4 separate regions of the Mus musculus genome follow, and regions 1, 2 and 4 are each linked to region 3. The links are chromatin contacts, called in public HiCAR-type and HiChIP or PLAC-seq maps. All regions are on one chromosome and are shown on one strand. Each heading gives the region's core, a stretch centred on a gene start, on an enhancer-like site or on the middle of the called end of the contact. The rest is flanking DNA. Distances are from core to core; before and after follow the strand shown. Region 1 overlaps Gm41031 (a long non-coding RNA gene). Region 2 has its middle 19 kb from the start of Gm41031. Region 3 overlaps Lncenc1 (long non-coding RNA, embryonic stem cells expressed 1). Region 4 has its middle 16 kb from the start of Enc1.

The links. HiCAR-type assays count read pairs that join an accessible place to other places. HiChIP or PLAC-seq counts read pairs in DNA pulled down with a chosen protein or histone mark.
Region 1: a contact with region 3 is called in a HiCAR-type map of embryonic stem cells, with 2.8 times the contacts expected there. The contact joins two enhancer-like sites. A contact is called at or near these places in 3 of 115 datasets of contacts at active chromatin or transcription factors (all in embryonic stem cells) and 1 of 9 other capture datasets (embryonic stem cells).
Region 2: a contact with region 3 is called in a HiCAR-type map of embryonic stem cells, with 3 times the contacts expected there. The contact joins two enhancer-like sites. A contact is called at or near these places in 6 of 115 datasets of contacts at active chromatin or transcription factors (embryonic stem cells, extraembryonic endoderm stem cells and fibro-adipogenic progenitors) and 1 of 9 other capture datasets (embryonic stem cells).
Region 4: a contact with region 3 is called in an H3K4me3 HiChIP or PLAC-seq map of embryonic stem cells, with 18 read pairs. The contact joins two enhancer-like sites. A contact is called at or near these places in 2 of 15 datasets of contacts at CTCF or cohesin (both in embryonic stem cells), 34 of 484 Hi-C or Micro-C datasets (beige adipocytes, differentiating embryonic stem cells, embryonic stem cells and 1 more), 22 of 115 datasets of contacts at active chromatin or transcription factors (astrocytes, craniofacial prominence, embryonic basal ganglia and 8 more) and 1 of 9 other capture datasets (embryonic stem cells).

What each region holds. Positions count from the first base shown.
Region 1 is chr13:97,818,619-97,821,709 of GRCm38.p6, forward strand. The region is part of intron 1 of Gm41031 (a long non-coding RNA gene); the gene reads right to left. Among named protein-coding and RNA genes, the nearest start is that of Gm41031, 5.9 kb to the right of the region's middle. Within about 2 kb of position 1,648, at least 10 of the 459 cell types and tissues checked have an H3K27ac peak or open chromatin away from gene starts, as enhancers often do. A contact at or near this core is called in embryonic stem cells, where this site is marked.
Region 2 is chr13:97,843,970-97,846,700 of GRCm38.p6, forward strand. No RefSeq gene overlaps it. Among named protein-coding and RNA genes, the nearest start is that of Gm41031, 19 kb to the left of the region's middle. Within about 2 kb of position 1,437, at least 6 of the 459 cell types and tissues checked have an H3K27ac peak or open chromatin away from gene starts, as enhancers often do. A contact at or near this core is called in embryonic stem cells, where this site is marked.
Region 3 is chr13:97,493,354-97,496,359 of GRCm38.p6, forward strand. Lncenc1 (long non-coding RNA, embryonic stem cells expressed 1) reads left to right here. Exons shown (of 2, transcript NR_110432.1): 2 at 1,052-3,006. Among named protein-coding and RNA genes, the nearest start is that of Gm41030, 32 kb to the right of the region's middle. Within about 2 kb of position 1,653, at least 6 of the 459 cell types and tissues checked have an H3K27ac peak or open chromatin away from gene starts, as enhancers often do. A contact at or near this core is called in embryonic stem cells, where this site is marked.
Region 4 is chr13:97,223,837-97,226,572 of GRCm38.p6, forward strand. No RefSeq gene overlaps it. Among named protein-coding and RNA genes, the nearest start is that of Enc1, 16 kb to the right of the region's middle. Within about 2 kb of position 1,290, at least 20 of the 459 cell types and tissues checked have an H3K27ac peak or open chromatin away from gene starts, as enhancers often do. A contact at or near this core is called in embryonic stem cells, where this site is marked.

The DNA of each region.
Region 1 (3,091 bases), core at 398-2,897, 330 kb after region 3:
ATTCCTCATCATAAATGTAATACATAGTTCAATCTACAGAAGACAATTTTAAAAGGTTCATTGTATTAAGAAGAAGCATAATACTTGGGAATATCTAGAGTTTATAATTATATGTGAACATACACACACCCTTGAATACAATGTGCCAAAAACACAGAGGTGTGTGTATGTGTGTGTCTGTCTGCAGTGTCAGGATTTGATGAACAATAAAATCACAAAGTTTGGCAGATTTACTAACAACAATGTGTCACAAAACCCTCCTGCCTTGGTGGCTTGGGTGAGGAATGCAGACTTTTCCATCCTAACCTTAATTATTAATACAAACTCTCACATCAAATAGTATATAGCACATAGCAAATCAATCAATTTGTGCATTCGTGTGTGTGTGTGTGTGTGTGTGTGTGTGTGTGTTGTGGTATGTGGTTTGTGTATGTAAGTGTATGGCATGGTGTGGTGTGTATGTGCTGTGTGTGTATGCATGTGTATGGACGTGTGTGTGTGTGTGGTATGTGTGCATCTATGTGTGTATGTGTGTTACAGAATGAATACAAGTTAAGCCAGGTGCGGCAGAGCTCAGTCTACAAAAGTGGGTTGAGAAAGAGTCCATGAAGAAAAAGGCCAAGGCCAAGCTGGGACTGAGCTGCCAGTGAAAACTGCTGGCGTCCAGGTTTAGGAGAAAAGCAGCAGATTCGAGAGTGAACAAAACTGAGCCAGGCTGAGAAAAACCACACCCGGATCAGGAGCTGTTTCGGAAAATATTTTTAAAAAACGACCCTTTCGATAAAATCTTGCTAGTGTATGCAATGGTGTCAGCGTTTGGATGCTGATTATGGGGTGGATCCCTGGATATGGCAGTCTCTACATGGTCCATCCTTTCATCTCAGCTCCAAACTTTGTCTCTGTAACTCCTTCCATGGGTGTTTTGTTCCCAATTCTAAGGAGGGGCATAGTGTCCACACTTCAGTCTTCATTCTTCTTGAGTTTCATGTGTTTAGCAAATTGATTCTTATATCTTGGGTATACTAGGTTTGGGGCTAATATCCACTTATCAGTGAGTACATATTGTGTGAGTTCCTTTGTGAATGTGTTACCTCACTCAGGATGATGCCCTCCAGGTCCATCCATTTGGCTAGGAATTTCATAAATTCATTCTTTTTAATAGCTAAAGGGATCTGCAACCCTATAGGTGGAACAACATTATGAACTAACCAGTACCCCGGAGCTCTTGACTCTAGCTGCGTATGTATCAAAAGATGGCCTAGTCGGCCATCACTGGAAAGAGAGGCCCATTGGACATGCAAACTTTATATGCCCCAGTACAGGGGAACACCAGGGCCAAAAAGGGGGAGTGGGTGGGTAGGGGAGTGGGGATGGGTGGGTATGGGGGACTTTTGGTATAGCATTGGAAATGTGAATGAGCTAAATACCTAATAAAAAATGGAAAAAAAAAAAAAACCGACCCAGCACGTTCCCGCACTTGTGCCTCTGCCCTGGCAGCCAAACAGGCCATGAACTGTCGGGGCAGTGGCCACCTGTTTTTATCTCGTGGAGACTGACTCAGAACTCCACAATCTCTCCACCCAGCTCTCTAGGTTCCCACTGGAGGTTGCTACCATGCTAACCCTGTTTCAAATCCCCCACGGCCTTTGTGGTACACATCTGGCAAACCCATGCTTGGATGCTGTACCTTTCTCTCTTGACCCCAGATGAGCTGCCACGTGAAGGAAAACGCAACACAAACTCAGCTCAGAAACGATGGTAACTCAATCTCTGGGCACGACAACTAAAACCTAATTTTGTAAACCTTATTAAAATCTGATTCTTCTAGGGGCGAATCTTTGCGGATCTGCCATGTTACTGGGAAACTCTAGCAGCTACATCTTACCTCTCTGCTGTCCCATCCCAAAAAGGACCTAACTCTCCCCTGCTTCCTCTCTTCCTTTGTCCAACCTCGAAGTCCCGCCTACTCACCCAGTGATTGGCTCCTTTGTTCATTAAGGGATTGGTTCACAAGAAGCCACCTGAGTACTTAGCCCAGAGCCAACCACAACAAGGAGCCAGAAACAGTGGTCAGAGACAGATTCAGACAGGTGAGCCAATGGTCCGACGTGCGCTGAGTAGGCCAGATCACTGGTGGAAAATGGATTCAAGCTGGGGAGTCCCGGGTTCTTCACAAACACACACACACACACACACACACACACACACACACTCTCTCTCTCTCTCTCTCTCTCTCTCTCACACACACACACACACACACACACACACACACACACACACACACACACACACACGTTAGGCGAGAGGTTGCTATAGGCAAGGGCATTATACCCTTTCCTCAATCTGGTATGACCTATAAGCTCTTAAATCTAGCCTCCCCAGTATGATTTTTTCATTTTTCTCAAGTGCCTTCCAGAAGCTCTCATCCTATCACCTGGTGTGTACATCAAACAATGGACAGGCAGAGAGCTGATAATCACAGGGCCTTCAGCTCAGCTTGGTCCCCAAGGCATCTTTGAATTTCTGACCCTGTCTCTGCTCTTCATTTCTGTGGCCTTCACAGTCCTATGCCTCACTTCAGCAGCTCGATTTGACCCTGAGACTTGGCTCAAAGTATGAGCCTCAGGCTCTGGCTGGACTCTGTATCAGTGACCCTGGCAAGGTGCATGTTTTATTCCTGGGGGAATTCGTCTACCATCCTGAATCTGTCTCTTGGGCCTCTTTGGAGGGTTGTTGTTGTTGTTGTTGTTTATTTGTTTCTGAGATGCGGTTTCCTATATCCCAGACTGGTTTCTAAAGTTACGTAGCAGATGATGACCTTGAAGTTCTGATCTTATTGCCTCCACTTCGAAAACTCCTCTCCTTGATCTCTATGCAGCCTCCTTTACCTTTTGTGGCATTTCATAACCTACAGGCACTCACACTCACACCACACAGACACACACCACACACATACACACACATACCCCACAGACACATATGACACACACACATATACACACATACAAGTATTTACTGGGTGTTGTATAATGTGTGATTGAGAGCTAATATTAGTAGTCAACTTGTCAGCTTGTTTTTTCTTTGAGAGAGG
Region 2 (2,731 bases), core at 187-2,686, 350 kb after region 3:
GCTCCCAAGCACTAACTCACCCCTGGGGCTTTGAGGAGATGGGTTGCTTTCTCCTGTAGCATCTCAGCATTCAGAATATGCTAGAAGTGCCTCCATTTGAGCAATGTAGCCACAGACGCCATCATTCTCCTGCTCAGCGAAGCACTTTGGGCTTGAGAGCTATACATGCTGAAGGAAAGCTCACCAAAGTCAACTCCATGGGACTGTATTTAGTTTCCTTTCTATTGCTGTGATAGAATACTCCGAGCAGAAGTGACTTGGAGAGGAGAGGACATAGGTCATCACCAAGGAAGTTAGAACAGGAACTCAAGGCAAGAATCTAGATCAGAAAAAAATGGAGAAACACTACCTGTTGTCTGACATCCTGGCTCATTCTTGACCAGCTTTCTTACACAGCCCTGGCTGGACCACCGTGGAGGGGAAAGACCACGATGACTCACAGTGGGTGGGCGCCCCCCTCTGTCAATTAAGACACTCAGGACAATCCCTCACAGACAGGCCCACAGACGAATCTGATAAAAGATGGTTACTCAACTGAGACTCTTTTTCAGATGATTACAGGGTATGTCAGGTTTTGAGTTCATGGTAAGTAGGACAGAATGTTAAACTGTTCTCATTTTTTGTTTGTTTTTAGAAATCTCACTCTTGAAACACAATCTGAACCCCAAACAGCTTTCTCTCCACAGTCCACTCTGGTCCCTAGAGTGCTGAGCCCATGTCTGGTTACCAGTGTTCAGTGTATCTGCCACGTGCCAGCAGATACAATAGACCAGCACCAACAAACACCCTGCCCAGAAAGGTCTCCTCTGTATTTTGGTGCCAGCCTAGATGCTTCTAATACGCAGTGAGACATAGACACCCTGAGTGGATCTAAGTCATCTTCACTCTCTCCGGATCATGGCAAAACTGGAAGTAACCTTCGTCTATTGCTCCTACGATGAATTCTCTCAACATTTTAGAGCATTCAGTTTATTTCTCCTAGTGACCCGTGTTTGATCTAGAAGACTGAGCAAATAAAAGCGAGCAGAATGAAGGAACCTAGACACATCACTTGGCGGTCAAGCTCCCAGAACTCCTCTTATCTACACAGGTATCTTCAAAACAGAGCGTTCGTTGTGGTTGTTCTCCAGTATCTTTCTCCTCGAATGCGTTTGCTGGTGTGCTTCCAGGTCAGTAAGCGGAGCACCCCACCCTTCTGAATGGCTGCTTGGCATCTGTGTGTGCCTCTACCATCCTTTCAAACAGACTTCTAGAGCAGGGCTGGGCGTTTGCTTGTGGGTTTGGGCTGCTACTTTGGTTTCTTTGGGGTTCTTCTGTATTGTATTGTTTTCCCACTGTAAGCACCGTTGAAGTGGGTGAGAGAGGACTAAGCTGGCACATTTCCTTAGGAGATATTCCTGAGAGTAAATTTGCTGAGGCAGGGTGTGATGCTTGCTGCAAATTGTTCCTTAAAACACCCTCCTCCAGACTGTGCTAACAAGTACTAACTTCGACCCAATACAGGCATCGCTGTCTTTGTTTAAAAGAAAAATCTATTCAGTCTAGCAAGTAAAAAATTTGTATGTGTTATGTGTTTCCATTTCTTTTAACTGGTGGGTCTTTTTTTTTTTTTTTTCCTTCTAATAATTTGAATGTCTCCTTTGAAAATATTTTATTCATGGTTTGGGCCTATTTCCTACCAGGTATGAACACCTTCCTCCCCATTTCCCTCTTTCCAGAGACAACCATGAAAAGTTAGATTTGTCTTCTTCCTGATCTTTTGCTGTGCATTAGGAAACACACATAGAGTTCTCAAATTTACTGTTACAACTTTTGCCAACTCTCAACTTCTCACCAACCAACTTCTTTTACATATAGTACCACATCAGCCATGTAAATTTACCTCAGTATATTGAAATGCTGAAAAAAAAAACCCACAATATGGGCGTATTGGTGCTTAGAATATTCCAGAATTCCATCATCAGTGAACATTTGAGTTGTATCCAAGTGTTTGGGGTTGTTTAATGCACATAATTCTTTATGCCTCTTTGATTATAAATGAATGTGCTCCAGGATCAGTACTTTGAAGAGAAATTAATGATTGTTATCAATTGCAATCAAAGTGCTCTCCGGAAAGCCAAGCTGCCTTCCACCAGGGGCATATCAGCGGGCCCATCTGCAGCAATGCTGACCTGTGGCCTCTGATTGCTTGCACTTATTTTGCAATTTGTCTTAGAACGTTGGTTACTAATTTTTAAAGCATCCTTTCTTGTCTCATCCTATTACTGAAGAGAGCACTCGCCCTCTCCACAGTAGGAGCCTTGTTCACGCTTTCCTTATGACTGTCAGCATTATTCCAGGAAATCTTTCACATCAGCCTGCCCAGCCTGGTGTCCCTGCCTGTCCCCTGAGCTTGGTTCTTGTCCTCCCTAGACTTCCTCCAACCTTCTGACTTCTCAGAACCGTGATCCTCAGCTGTCTTTCCATGCCAATTGCAGATCTCCCCTTCATGACATTTACCAACCATTCTTTGAACTTCTGTAAACGTCCTTTGCTTTGTTGTTTTAGAATTGCTAAGCCTCATAATAATAATGTTCAAAAATCTATTTATTAATCCTTGGCTCCGTATGAGCTGTTGTGCTAAGTGCTTTTGTAGATATCATGTCACCTATAACCTCTACACTATCAACATTTAGATTTTAAAAAAAAAATCTGAATATTGGAGAACTAAAACCATCTGCTCAAGGCCACC
Region 3 (3,006 bases), core at 403-2,902:
AAAGCTGGAAGCCCCCCTTCCCCCCCCCCCCCCCCGCCGCGCTTCTGTGACACTTCCAGCTGGAAGATGAATCGGAGCCACACATTCCAGCTCTGCTTGGGTAGCACGGAAATATGCAAGCTGCAATCATCTAGGTATGCTCACTACAGCTAAAGTGGTGCTGTGGTGCCAGTGCCACGTGCCGCGAAGGCTGCCAGCGAGCATTTTTTCCAAGGACCGATTATTGGGAAATTCAGCCTTTCCTCCTCTCGCTCCCCAACCATTCATGGAAAGGTTGCCATGTGCCAGGAAGCCCGACTATTTCAGTCAGTCATGAAGCCATCTAAGCACAGGTGTTGGAAGAGGTCAGCCTTTGAGCCGTGATTTAATACTTAAAGGTTTGTGGATAGTACCTTTTACATTAGTTGCCTAAGTGTTAGAAGGGTCCCTAGTGTGGGGTGAACACGTCCTCATAGTTAAATCGGGAGGCTTTCTCTTAAAAGTGCTCAGTGTGGACCAAAAGTTACATAAGCGCTTTGCCTTAAAGGCTATCCAGTTGGTCTTTCACTTTAGTTCAGGCTTAAAGAACAAAAATAGCTTTCTGGTTTTGTCTCCTTCTGGACGAGTGGCCATCTGTTTACCGTTTAATATCACCAGCTCATGACTTTTCAAGGAACTGCGCAGGATTTCATGGTTGTGCATCAGGGACTTCCTTCCCCTAGTTCACTCTTCCACTGTGGTCCCTTCCACCGGGATAACACAAAAGCACTTCCCTGTCTCTTTTGGTTTATCTGTGACCTGCCCCCAAAAACACATATATGTTATTTTAACTCGGCAGTTCATAACCTGTGGGTCACGACCCTTGATGTGTCAGATATCTTGTATATCAGATATTTTCATTATAATTAAAAAACTGTAGCAACATTAGTTATGAAGGAGCAATGAAATCATCTTGTGGTTGGGTGTGGGGTGGGTCACCACGACATGAGGGACTGTATTAAAGGGCTGTGGTGTTAGGAAGGTTGAGAACCACTGCTCTGATCCCTTTTTTTTTAACATTCGAACCTTCCAGAAGCCTGACCAGACTTGGAACTGAAGCACCTTAAGGACAAAAGAAAGACTTGCTGAGCTCGCTCACAGACCTTCTAGAGCAGCGCTGGGCTCATGGATCTGGAGATTATGGACAGAAGATAATGTAGATGTTATAACCAGGCCAGCGTCCTGTGGTAAAGGGTGTCTTTAGATCACTGTTTCGTCGGTATAGGTAAATGACATGAAGAACATCTTTATAGGCAGGGGATGAGAATCTGAGATGAAGAAAAGAGGCTCCCCTGATGGACCATTCTAAGCTACTGTCAGAAGCAGGATCCATAGAACTTAAGGACATGATTGCAACAATTATCAGACATTGGCCTCTTAGGTCATGGTGATCTTTTAGTATTTTGGCTTTCTGCTGTCCTTTCATAAAGGAACCTCATTTTTAGCTTCTATTGAAGATATAAAATCATCTCATAGTATTTTCTCATTACTAGGAGCTGTAAATCACTTCAAAGCTGTCTTTCTCCTTGATCATTTGCATATCAAAGTATTTCTCTTGAGTACGGTGATCTCTCCCCCTGTGGTTTGCTGTGTACCAGTTCTCTCTGGATCCTAGGGCCTAGGGAAGTGTGGATTCCAAGTGACTGGTGTTTTTCTACAGTAGAGCTTTTTTGTTGGCTCTTACCTGGGAGGACAATGGGGAAGGGCCAGGGCCATCCTGTTCTTTGCTGGGTGTGACCTTTCCTGCTCTGCTTCAGGGTTCCATGCTGAAACCACCTTTAGCCATCATCGAGTGGGACTCCTTTTTACATTTTGGTGATTTCAATATTGTTTTTGTATGGGTTTTGAGTTTCAGTCCTAAATCTGTGTGGTGTGACAGAGGGAACCTCTACACAAAGGCCTGCCAATCTGCAACCTCTTCATGCTGCCACTGGTTAGATCAACAGTTCACTCTAGACACTGAACCTTGCCTGCATGCGTGCTAGTGTCACCACCAACATCAGTATCACTGTGCACCAGCATCAGCATCACTGTGCACCAGCATCAGCATCACTGTGTATCAGCATCAGCATCACTGTGCACCAGCATCAGCATCACTGTGCACCAGCATCAGCATCACTGTGTATCAGCATCAGCATCACTGTGCACCAGCATCAGCATCACTGTGTACCAGCATCAGCATCACTGTGCACCAGCATCAGCATCACTGTGTACCAGCATCAGCATCACTGTGTACCAGCATCAGCATCACTGTGTATCAGCATCAGCATCACTGTGCACCAGCATCAGCATCACTGTGCACCAGCATCAGCATCACTGTGTATCAGCATCAGCATCACTGTGCACCAGCATCAGCATCACTGTGCACCAGCATCAGCATGACTGTGTACCAGCATCAGCATCACTGTGCACCAGCATCAGTATCACTGTGTACCAGCATCAGCATCACTGTGCACCAGCATCAGTATCACTGTGCACAGCTCAATCTCCATACGTCAATCGCCAGATCGGTCCAAAAGTGTCTTGTCTGTGTGTATTTTCTCCCACTTTACCACTCCACTCTGGCTTAAGCCTTCCCACCTGCTACTGTGTACTGTGTGGTTGCTGGCTTTGGGAACTCCCAAACTTTCCCTCTGTATTTCATGTTTCTGTTGGCCTGACAAGTATCTCTTTCTAAAAAAGTACTAGTTTATTTTATGTGAATGAATGTTTTGTCTGTGTAGCTGGTATGTGCTTGGTGCCCATGAATCCCAGAAGAGGGTATTGGATCCTCTGGAAGTGGAGTTAGTTACAGATGCTTGTGAGCCTTCATGTGGGTTCTGGGAATTGAACCCAGGTCTTTTGGATCCCAGTGATTTTAATGGTCGAGCTATCTTTCCAGCTCCTTCAGGGCCTGAGAGAGGTCCTAGAACCCCTAAATTCCCCAGTGACTCCCCTTTGTTATTCTGAGAAGTTTCAGCTTCAACTTGCCATTCTGGGAAACACAGG
Region 4 (2,736 bases), core at 40-2,539, 270 kb before region 3:
TTATCAGGACCCCATTTTACAGGCTTGATCGAATGTGGATCTGGTCCATTTCAGCATCCAGGATGACCCAGATGTGATGCTAAAGCCCCCACCGTAAATCACTTGGTCGGTCTTTCTCACCGGGAAGCTCCCACTTTGCACTGTGGTGGGTCTGGGCACTGCCTCTAAATGAAGACAGAAGCTAAGGGCAAGGGCCAGGCCTCTCTCTGAACAACATCAACTTCCTAACTGCACAGGCTCCTTTCCTAATTGACACGGTTGGTGGTCCTCCAGGAGAGTGCTCACTGAGAAGCATCAGAGACCTCTGGGAGCTGGCAATTTGCCAGAGGGTGCTGGTCTTCAAATTCAGGTGCCTTGGTCTTCATTCTCCTTATTTCCAGACGTGTCCCTAGGATGCGTCCAGCTACGTCTGATAAAGTCCCCGGTGCTGTGGTGCTCAGCTCACAGACACTAGAATGTTCCCCAGCCAAAGGTTCTGGAGCCCCTTATTCTGGGCCTAAAGACAGCTGACATCTCTGGAAGTCAATTATCTGCCATCGTCCAGATGTGTGAACACCTGCCTTGGAGGTTTGGGGAACACCAGTGTATCGGAGTCAGAGACTATGTTGCTCAATTTGAAACTGAACAGGAAAGCCTGGACTTTGTACACACAGCAAAGGGGGAGGCTGGGGACAAAGGACGCCTGACAACCTGGGAGGCCGAGTTAATAGTGAGCAGTCAAAGAAGAGTATAGAGTACAGAGGTTCGTTACAAAGTATCAGGGATTTGTTACAAAATGTGACCGAGGGAAAGGATGTGGATGTAGCCGAGTCCTTAGAGGGCTTGCTTAGAATGCACAAAGCCCTGGGGTTGATACCCAGCACTAAGTAAAGCTGAAATGGTGACACAGTCTTGTAATCCTAGCACTTGGGAGATGGAGGCTGGAGTATCAGGACTCTACTCACGAGGTGGAGTTCTGGAGAAAAATGAGGCAGAGTGAGGCAGGAGGAGGGGACTTGTTAGCTTAGAGTCTAGACATTGAAGGAGAGACTTGTGCGTGGTGGTGGGGGGGGGGGCAGGGAGAGGGAGGGAGGGAGGGAGAGAGAGAGAGAGCCTGATCATGTGATTTTTGGAAAGTGTGAACGCAGGTCTCCAGACCAGAGTGTTTGGTATATAGAGCCAACAAAGATAACAACGTGGCCAGAGGTGATGATGAGGGTCTCTACACAGGTCCTCAGGGGGAGGAGTGACTAGTTAGTTCATGAGACTGAGACAGGAACAACAAAAGCCCGCAAGCACTCACGTATGCATGCACACCCACTCGCTTTATTTTAATTTTCAACCTTGAAAGTCTGTTCTGCCTCCTATCCCTGTGTTGACAGAAGTAACTGCTCAGGCGCAGCTGAAAGACTAAAACGATTCAATTCGTAGTAGGAAGGTTTATGCAGTGACCAAGGGAAGCAATGAAGGCGGAAGGTGGCGTGCGGTTGGCCAGTAGCACCAGCGCGGGGGAAGATGGAAGATGCTATGCGCGCGCCTCTCCTTGTGCTGCTTCCCGGGAGGCCGCTTCGGTTAAGCTGTGGGGTTTTAAGGAGCTGAGTGCGTGTTTCTTTTGGATCTGCTTAGACCAGCCCCAAGGTGGCCCCACTCTCCTCAGGTTTCCTTCCTGTTAAGTGTCCTTGCCGTGATTGATGAAGTAGCCATTGGATAGCCTTTTCTAGGTTACTCGGAATATTTTCTTTTCCTTGAAGAATTTTTCAAAATGCCCTGGTTTCCTTTTTTAATTAGAATATTTATGTAACAGGTAACTTCAGCTGGAGTCTCGGATTTGCTGTTGACAGCTGAGAGACCTCAGGCACATAACCAGATCTTTCTAAACACTGGTGTTCTTATCCATAAATGGAGATCATTTTGAGACGTTTGCATTTTTTTTGAGACTAAATGATATTGTACATGTGAAAAATAATACAAATGAGAGTCATTATTTTAATGGAGTTAAAACAATTACCCATTAGGACAATAACATGCTGACTAAGTACACGTAGAAGAGATTTAGGAAGCTATATTTTTAATCACACTTATTTATTTTGTGTGTGTGCCATGCTGTAAGTTAGAGGCCACCCCTTGGGAGCTGGTAGGGGTCGAACCTGGTCAGGCTTAGTGGCAATAGTCTTTACCAGCTGAGCCATCTCGCCAGCCTTAGGAAGCATTAAAATGAATAATTCAGTACAATATCACATTAGTTGGGCACAGATGTGAGTAGTAGTTCCTTTTTTAAATTATTTATTTATTTGTGTATGTATGAGAGAAATAGAGAGAGGTACAGAAAAAGAGAGAAGAGAGACAGAGAAAGAGACAGAGAGAGAGACAGACAGACAGAGAGAGAGAGAGACAGACAGAGAAAGAGAGACACAGAGAGAGACAGAGACAGAGACAGAGAGTGTATGAGCTCATCATAGTATGGGAGGCCAGAGGAGGGTATTGGATCACAGTTCTTAGTAGGACTCTCAGCTTGTTATGTGGGGTCTAAACACTGGTCCTCAAGGTGGCTCAGCAAGCACTTTCTTTGGTTTTTAATAATTTCTCTTGCTTATGAGATTATAATACAATTGCTCTCCCCTTTCTCTCCTCTGAAACCCTGTCATCTACTGCTTCTTGCTTCTTTTCAAATACATGTCCTCTTTATTCACTAACTGTCAGTCATCAGCCTTAACCCCCGAACTCTTAGCCTATCTACCCCTGGTAGGTCCTAATTGG